Linked DNA regions of Mus musculus: region 2 is linked to region 1. A link is a contact called in public HiChIP or PLAC-seq data. All regions are on one chromosome and are shown on one strand. The core of a region is the stretch at or near the end of the contact, and the rest is flanking DNA. Distances in the headings are between cores, read along the strand shown.

Region 1 (3,122 bases), core at 314-2,813:
CAGATACTCATTGGCAAGTTTCCAGCAGTGAGACACTGGGCTTGAGAGGCACGCCCTGCTGGGGCCTGTCCCCTGCCAGCAGAGGTGACATAAGAAGTACTTGGTTGCCTATGATCAGAAGCTGAGGCTTAGCATGCCCCCCCCCCACCCTTCCCCTGTGACTAGCAACCCCCATCCCATTTTCACAATGAGGTTGGGTTCCCATTGAGGCCGAAAATGAGAGGAGTCAAACTTCAAAGATCAATCCTCCTTTAGTTGTTAAAGCTCCCAGTCTTTAAGAATGAAGCTCTAAGAAGGAAACAGTATTCATTTCTAAGTTGCAGCCTTTTGCGGCGTTTGTAAGGACCTTGATATTTATGTTTCTGTTTTTGCAGCAGAAAGTGAGCCCTTGCGGACCAAGGTCATGTTTGAGTCATCCTTATAATTCCAGCCCTTGGCTTGGTTCCTGGGTACCGGGAGGGGACTCAGTTTTAGCTGAGTAAGTGACAGTCATTTGGAATAGGACACCCATGAGACACGGGAGCACAAGAGATGCTTCCATGATGGTAGTGGCTGGGACCAAGGTGAGATGGCCAAGGGCTGGTCACTGGTGTCAACCCATTTCTGTTAACATCTGCTAACATCCTGAAGGGAAAAGGGACTTGTGAGATTTGTTAGAATAGAGCAGAGTCAGCATGATTGCTGAATCCTAGGTCCCTGCAAGCTTCCTTTAGCTCCGGCACATCCTATAGATGGGAGGCCGGTGATGAAGCCATGGCTGATGAGGACTGTTTCAAGACCTGGTACCCGACATGCATTTTAACTTTAACATGTCTTCAGTCAGTCTGAGGCAGGTGTGGTCCTAAGGCCCCGTGATTTGAGTAGCCGTTCAGTTCATCACTGCCAACTTGACTGGCTTCAGAATCACCTAGGAGATACACCTGAGTATGTACACAAGGGTGTTTCCACGGAGGTTTAGCTGAGGAAGGCAGGCCCAAGATGAATGTGAATGATATCATCCCATGAGCCCAGGGCCTGGACTGGGCAGAGATGGGGAAAGGACAAAGGAAGCTGACGGCAAACTTCATCCCTTTAGACTGTGAACAAAGTAAATTCACCCTTAGTTGTTTTGAACTGGGGTTCTAGGAGAGAGCATGAACCTGTTTCCCAAAGTGGGTGGCTGTACACATGTGTCTCTGTTATATATTATAGTGTAAAAATTAAGCTACCTATACAGTTTCATAATATATGTGACTGGCTATAGACATATGGACTTAAGGTCTCCCGCAAAGCCACAGTGATAGTAGAGTTTATGCAGGCTGACAGGCTAATCAGAGCCTTTTGGTTATAAAGAGACAGAATATGGAAGACTCAGAGCCGCAGTGATCTTGGGCTGTTGTCGGTCTCGGTATCTGACCCAACTTATGAATATTTAGTTGTGATGGCTAAAAGAAAACTCCTTTTTGTTTTACACACCCATTCTAAATTCCTAAAAGATGAGTTCCTGGCAGCTTTGACTCCCGGCCCCCTCCCCAGGATTGTAAATACCTTCCTGAGAGAATTACCATTACCGGTTGCTCCAGCTTTTGTAAAACCTGCTTGTTGGTATGCAACAGGGAATGGGAGGGACAGCTCCTCACGCTGAGCTGAACAGAGTAACACAGTTTCTCACTCAGCTGGGCATTGGGAGTCTGGGGGAGGAACCGAGGTAACTGTGCTCTTTCCTCTGTGCACAGAGCACCTTCACTATGATTGTGGTCCCGCTGGCAGTAATTAATAAATTCATTTAATTATAACTTGAATTGAGTCTGTGGCCTTTCCTCCGTAGATTTGAACTCTGTAACATTGATAGAATCTTTGGAATGTATTCTTAGCAGACTACTGACTTTCACCAAGCCCAGAGCTAAGCGTATTGTAAGACAGCATTTGAAAATGGTATCGGAGACTTCCCACATTAACATAATTTGCCGATCTGAGGTTTCTACCAACATAGCTGGTCCATGAAACGACTCATCACACATATTTCTTTCTTTTGTTTTTGAGACAGGGTCTCACATAGTCTACATTGGCTTCACTCCGTAGCTAACTCTGGCCTGGTACTCCCGATTCTCCTGTCTACACTTCCCCAGGCCTGGGGTCACTGGGGAGTGCCACTATGACCTACTTTTGACCTACGACTAGAAAGGTACATGCGGACTTTTCTATAGCAGCACAAGTCACAGAGGGCACCCAGGATTGCCATTCCTGGCCTTGACCACTCATATGTGACTCACAATAAATTTTCTGCAATCCCCTTTATAGAGTAGGAGCTGTTATATATTGCTTGTCTTATATTATATGTATTTATTTGCATTGAACAGGTTAAAAAACCAGTCTTGTAAGTGCACAAAGTCAGGCTATAATGAGTTAAAACTCTTAACTTCGTATTTCTGATGTTGCTGCAAGACTGTGATTGATATTTAAAAAATGTTCCAAACTTCTTCACCTCAAAATACACATGAATTATACAAAATTTGAGAAATACAAGCATGAAGAACCAAGACAAGAGCTACCTTCTCACTGGGAATAAGCATTTCTGCTTTGTCATGCCTAAACCATTTGTCTATCTCTCTCCTGGTAGAATCATTAGAAAAGACTCAGGGGCTGGAGAAACGGCTTAGAGCACCAGAGGATCCTGGTTTGAGTCCCTGCACTCACATGATAGTTCATAACCATCTACAATCCAGTTCCAGAGGAGACAGCACTTTTTTCTGGCTTCCTTTGTAACAGGCACGCATATAATGCATATGTCAGGCAAAACATTCGCACACACAAAATTAAGTAAGTAAGTAAATGTAAAAAAAGTATATTTTTAAACTTGCAGCTAGGATGACAGATTAAAAGCTGCATCTGAGTGGATGCATAGACAGACAGGCAGACAGAGGACAATGGTTGCTGTACCACTAGGCCAATCAGCTCCTGCCAACTTCCTGACAGGCCACATTCATTTGCTGTATGCCAGGGAACTTGTAATAGATCCAGAGGTCTATTACTGCCGCTCCTCCAGGATGGAGGCCACAGCTGCCCTGCTAATCAGAAGTAACTTTCTCCCTCAGTGAACCGTTCATAGGAGCAGCCTGGGCTACTGGAAAGCAAACACACAG
Region 2 (3,122 bases), core at 411-2,910, 150 kb before region 1:
AACCATGTCTACATGTCCCCTTGGGCTTGTGGGTAAGATGGAGCCCTACATGTGGTTTAGGCTTGTGGCTCCATTGTAGCCAGTCAGTACATTCTGGAAACAGGAGTCAGGCATGGGACAAGGTCAAGTGGGTCATACACAGGTGAGAGGCCCCCCTAAGTTACCTTCCTTCCTTCGTATTCTCAGGGCTGCCTCTTCCAAGACCCTCTGAGTAGACGCTTGGTGTGAGTCACCCATCATCCTTCCAATAAATCTCGCTTGAGGAGAGTGTAGGCCATGATTTCATGATGCTCCCAGCACTCAGAAGCTGCCTTTGCTGGAGAATCTCATCTCATCAGGCAACTAAAGGCAGCATCAAAGCCTGGTACCCGAGCCTTCATTCTGTGTCTGACTGCCTTGTCTTAAATTGTTGGGACAGACCTGCCTAACTCTGGAGGTAGGCCTGTCCATCACCGAAGGAGTATCTATCTGTCTATACAATGGTACCTTAGCTATCTCATCCCTTCAAGGATGAAGGCATAGATATGACTGACATGTCACAGTCCACATTTACAATATCCTACGCAGCACCCTCCTCTCAAAATGCCTGAAAGTCTCTAGCCAGTGTCTAATCCTGGAGCCACCTTAGATGCCAGGAACATGGAGTTTTACAGACCACACTCCATGACCCCAGTCAGGAGCAACCATTTCAGGGGAGTGAGAGTATTCCTTCAAGCAATAAGACCTCTCGGGGTGCACTCCTTGCAGAACCAGCTGAGAGGCCTCGCAGCATCTGATCCAGGTTGTCCAGTTGCGCAGGCCTCAGGCTTCTGCCCTGGATCCTCCTAATCAATTCCCAGAGCTCATGCTAGCACCGCAACAGGTCAAAAGGATGAAGACAAGCCTCTCCCACCATTTCAACATGACTTGAGGTTGCTTTCTCCCAGACAAGACTAAACCTGAGATGTCTGGACCCCCAGAGTTGTGCCTCTAGCCCGGGACTTTGGTTACTATACAAGGAAAGAACTCTTCCACTGTCCAGGAAGGAACCTGGGTTCCGTCTCCGCCTTCTTCCTCCTCCTCCCAGGTTAAAAGTCCTTCCCTGTCCAACAGACCTGGATTCTGTGGCCTGAATCGCCCAGCCCAGCCCAGCCCAGCCCCAAGGCAGGAATGCACTGTGCTCTGCAGGCCCCTGTGGGTCACCTGACCGGTGCTGCAGCCTGGTGATCTTTATCAAGAGCCTCTAGGCAGCCCGGAGCCTCGCTGCCCACATGCACAAGCTTCCGAGGGGGTCAAAGCATCGGGATACACATCCATCCGCGTTGGCTGCCTGTAACTGTGTATTCATCCATCCTAACACTGCACAGGCCTTGTTTTGCAGCCCCTACTTTTATCAGAAGGCCACTTTCTCTTCAATTTAGAATAAACCAACAGAGAAAGGTCAGCACTTATGAAATTAGAGGATGAGGAAGGGGCGCCCAGACCAGGAAGATTAGGGAGGCGTTCTGGGTCCCTGAGCAGTCGGCAGCGATTCTCAAAGCTGCCAGCTCCTTTCTCATGTTTCAGTTGGCCCTAATGCTGCCCACATCTGCTCCCAGGAACAGGGGAGTGTCAGCTGTCCCTACACAGAGCAGTTGCACCTGGTGTGAGGCCCTGGCCCTGCTTCCCTGCAGCTAATGTATTCTTCAAATTCCTGGATCTGTCCTCGGGCACCCGATACCAGGAAGGAGTGTGTTTACAGGAAATGACATCATGGGGTTGGGGGGTGGAGAAAGTCTCAAACTATTGCCTTTGAATTGAAGGTTGAAACTTTTAAACTCTGCCCAAGAATTTGGTTTTGTTTCATTTGCTTTTGTGCCATTCAGCCTAAAGGAATTATGGGTAGGGAAAATAAGACACAAGGAAAAAAAGGAAGGAGGGAAGGGAGGCATGTGACATCCTAGAAGAGCTATTTTGTAAATGACGATACCACTCACAGAGAGAAGAGACAATGCTCACAACCCCGATAATGAAGGCACCAGCATACTGAGGCTGAACCCAGGTAGGGCCCCCAGAGCCCAGTGTGAGCCTCCGAGATCCTGGACATGTAAAAGCCATGGCTGTATAGAGGAGGAGACTAGAGGAGGCAGGGTAAGACAGAGGAACAGCCAGGAAGGACCTTGGGCAAACTGAGCTCGGCTTATCTACCACATAAAGATGAAAGTTCGTAACCCAAAGGTTTATTATTGTCAATGTCCTCAAAGCCTTGAGCATCTCCCTGCCACACTGAGGCTCTCTATGGTACTCTTACTGATGATCACAATGAACACAGAGTAAATAAGCCACAGAGAAGAACCTGGGCCCAGTGTCCATTTCTAGGCAGTTACATTTAAGGTAAGCATTCTACAAGACTGATCAAAACTTCAGTGATTGCAGAAAGCTGGAATGTTGCAGGTACAGAGCCCATTTATCTTGGCCTGTCTTTAACTCCTTAGATAACCATTTACTACCCTCCTCAGTGTGTGACTGCCAATTAAAATCCTTTGGGGAATGTACAAACAGACCCCTGGCCTTCAGGACTTAAAGACTAACAATGTCACAGATAGCATCGGAAGCCTATGGTAAGGGTCTCTCCCCTGCACTGTTTCCTGCCCTCCTGATGTTACCATGGTTGCATTTTAAAGTATCTTGTCCTATGCGGTTTTCTTTGTTTATTATTAAAGTTTCACAAGACGGCCGGAGAGATGGCTCAGTGGTTAAGAACACTGGCTGAGGTCCCAGACTCAGTTCCCGGCACCCACATGGCAGCTCACAACCATGTATAGCTCAAGTTCTTGGGGATCAGATACTCTCCTCTAGAATCTGCAGGTACCCGGCATGCACATAACGCACATTCATACATGCAGGCACATCACCACCCCACACACGCGCACACACACACACATTCTATTTTAATTTTTTTTCATGAAATCATTACTGTATTGGAGCATGGCATATGGAGTAACCTAAATCTGTGTTTTCAGGCTACAGTCACTAATTTTTGGCTTCAGAATACACACACACACACACACACACACACACGTGTGTGTGTATGTATATATATACATATATGTGTATGTATATATATACATACATATATGTATGTGTGTGTGTATGATAAGATA

Evidence for each region. HiChIP or PLAC-seq counts read pairs in DNA pulled down with a chosen protein or histone mark.
Region 2: an H3K27ac HiChIP or PLAC-seq map of embryonic stem cells shows a contact between it and region 1, with 42 read pairs. The contact joins two enhancer-like sites. A contact is called at or near these places in 6 of 15 datasets of contacts at CTCF or cohesin (CD8 T cells, the G1E-ER4 cell line, the NIH/3T3 cell line and 3 more), 83 of 484 Hi-C or Micro-C datasets (the AML12 cell line, the C2C12 cell line, CD4 single positive thymocytes and 52 more), 38 of 115 datasets of contacts at active chromatin or transcription factors (CD4 single positive thymocytes, DN3 thymocytes, the HPC-7 cell line and 27 more) and 2 of 9 other capture datasets (embryonic tail and embryonic trunk).

Annotation. Positions count from the first base shown.
Region 1 is chr17:12,046,207-12,049,328 of GRCm38.p6, reverse strand. All of the region lies in intron 10 of Prkn (parkin RBR E3 ubiquitin protein ligase), which reads right to left. Among named protein-coding and RNA genes, the nearest start is that of Gm46604, 16 kb to the right of the region's middle. Within about 2 kb of position 1,563, at least 61 of the 459 cell types and tissues checked have an H3K27ac peak or open chromatin away from gene starts, as enhancers often do. A contact at or near this core is called in the N1E-115 cell line, embryonic stem cells, extraembryonic ectoderm and 2 more, where this site is marked.
Region 2 is chr17:12,193,874-12,196,995 of GRCm38.p6, reverse strand. The region is part of intron 2 of Agpat4 (1-acylglycerol-3-phosphate O-acyltransferase 4 (lysophosphatidic acid acyltransferase, delta)); the gene reads right to left. Among named protein-coding and RNA genes, the nearest start is that of Gm46605, 69 kb to the left of the region's middle. Within about 2 kb of position 1,660, at least 125 of the 459 cell types and tissues checked have an H3K27ac peak or open chromatin away from gene starts, as enhancers often do. A contact at or near this core is called in the N1E-115 cell line, embryonic stem cells, extraembryonic ectoderm and 2 more, where this site is marked.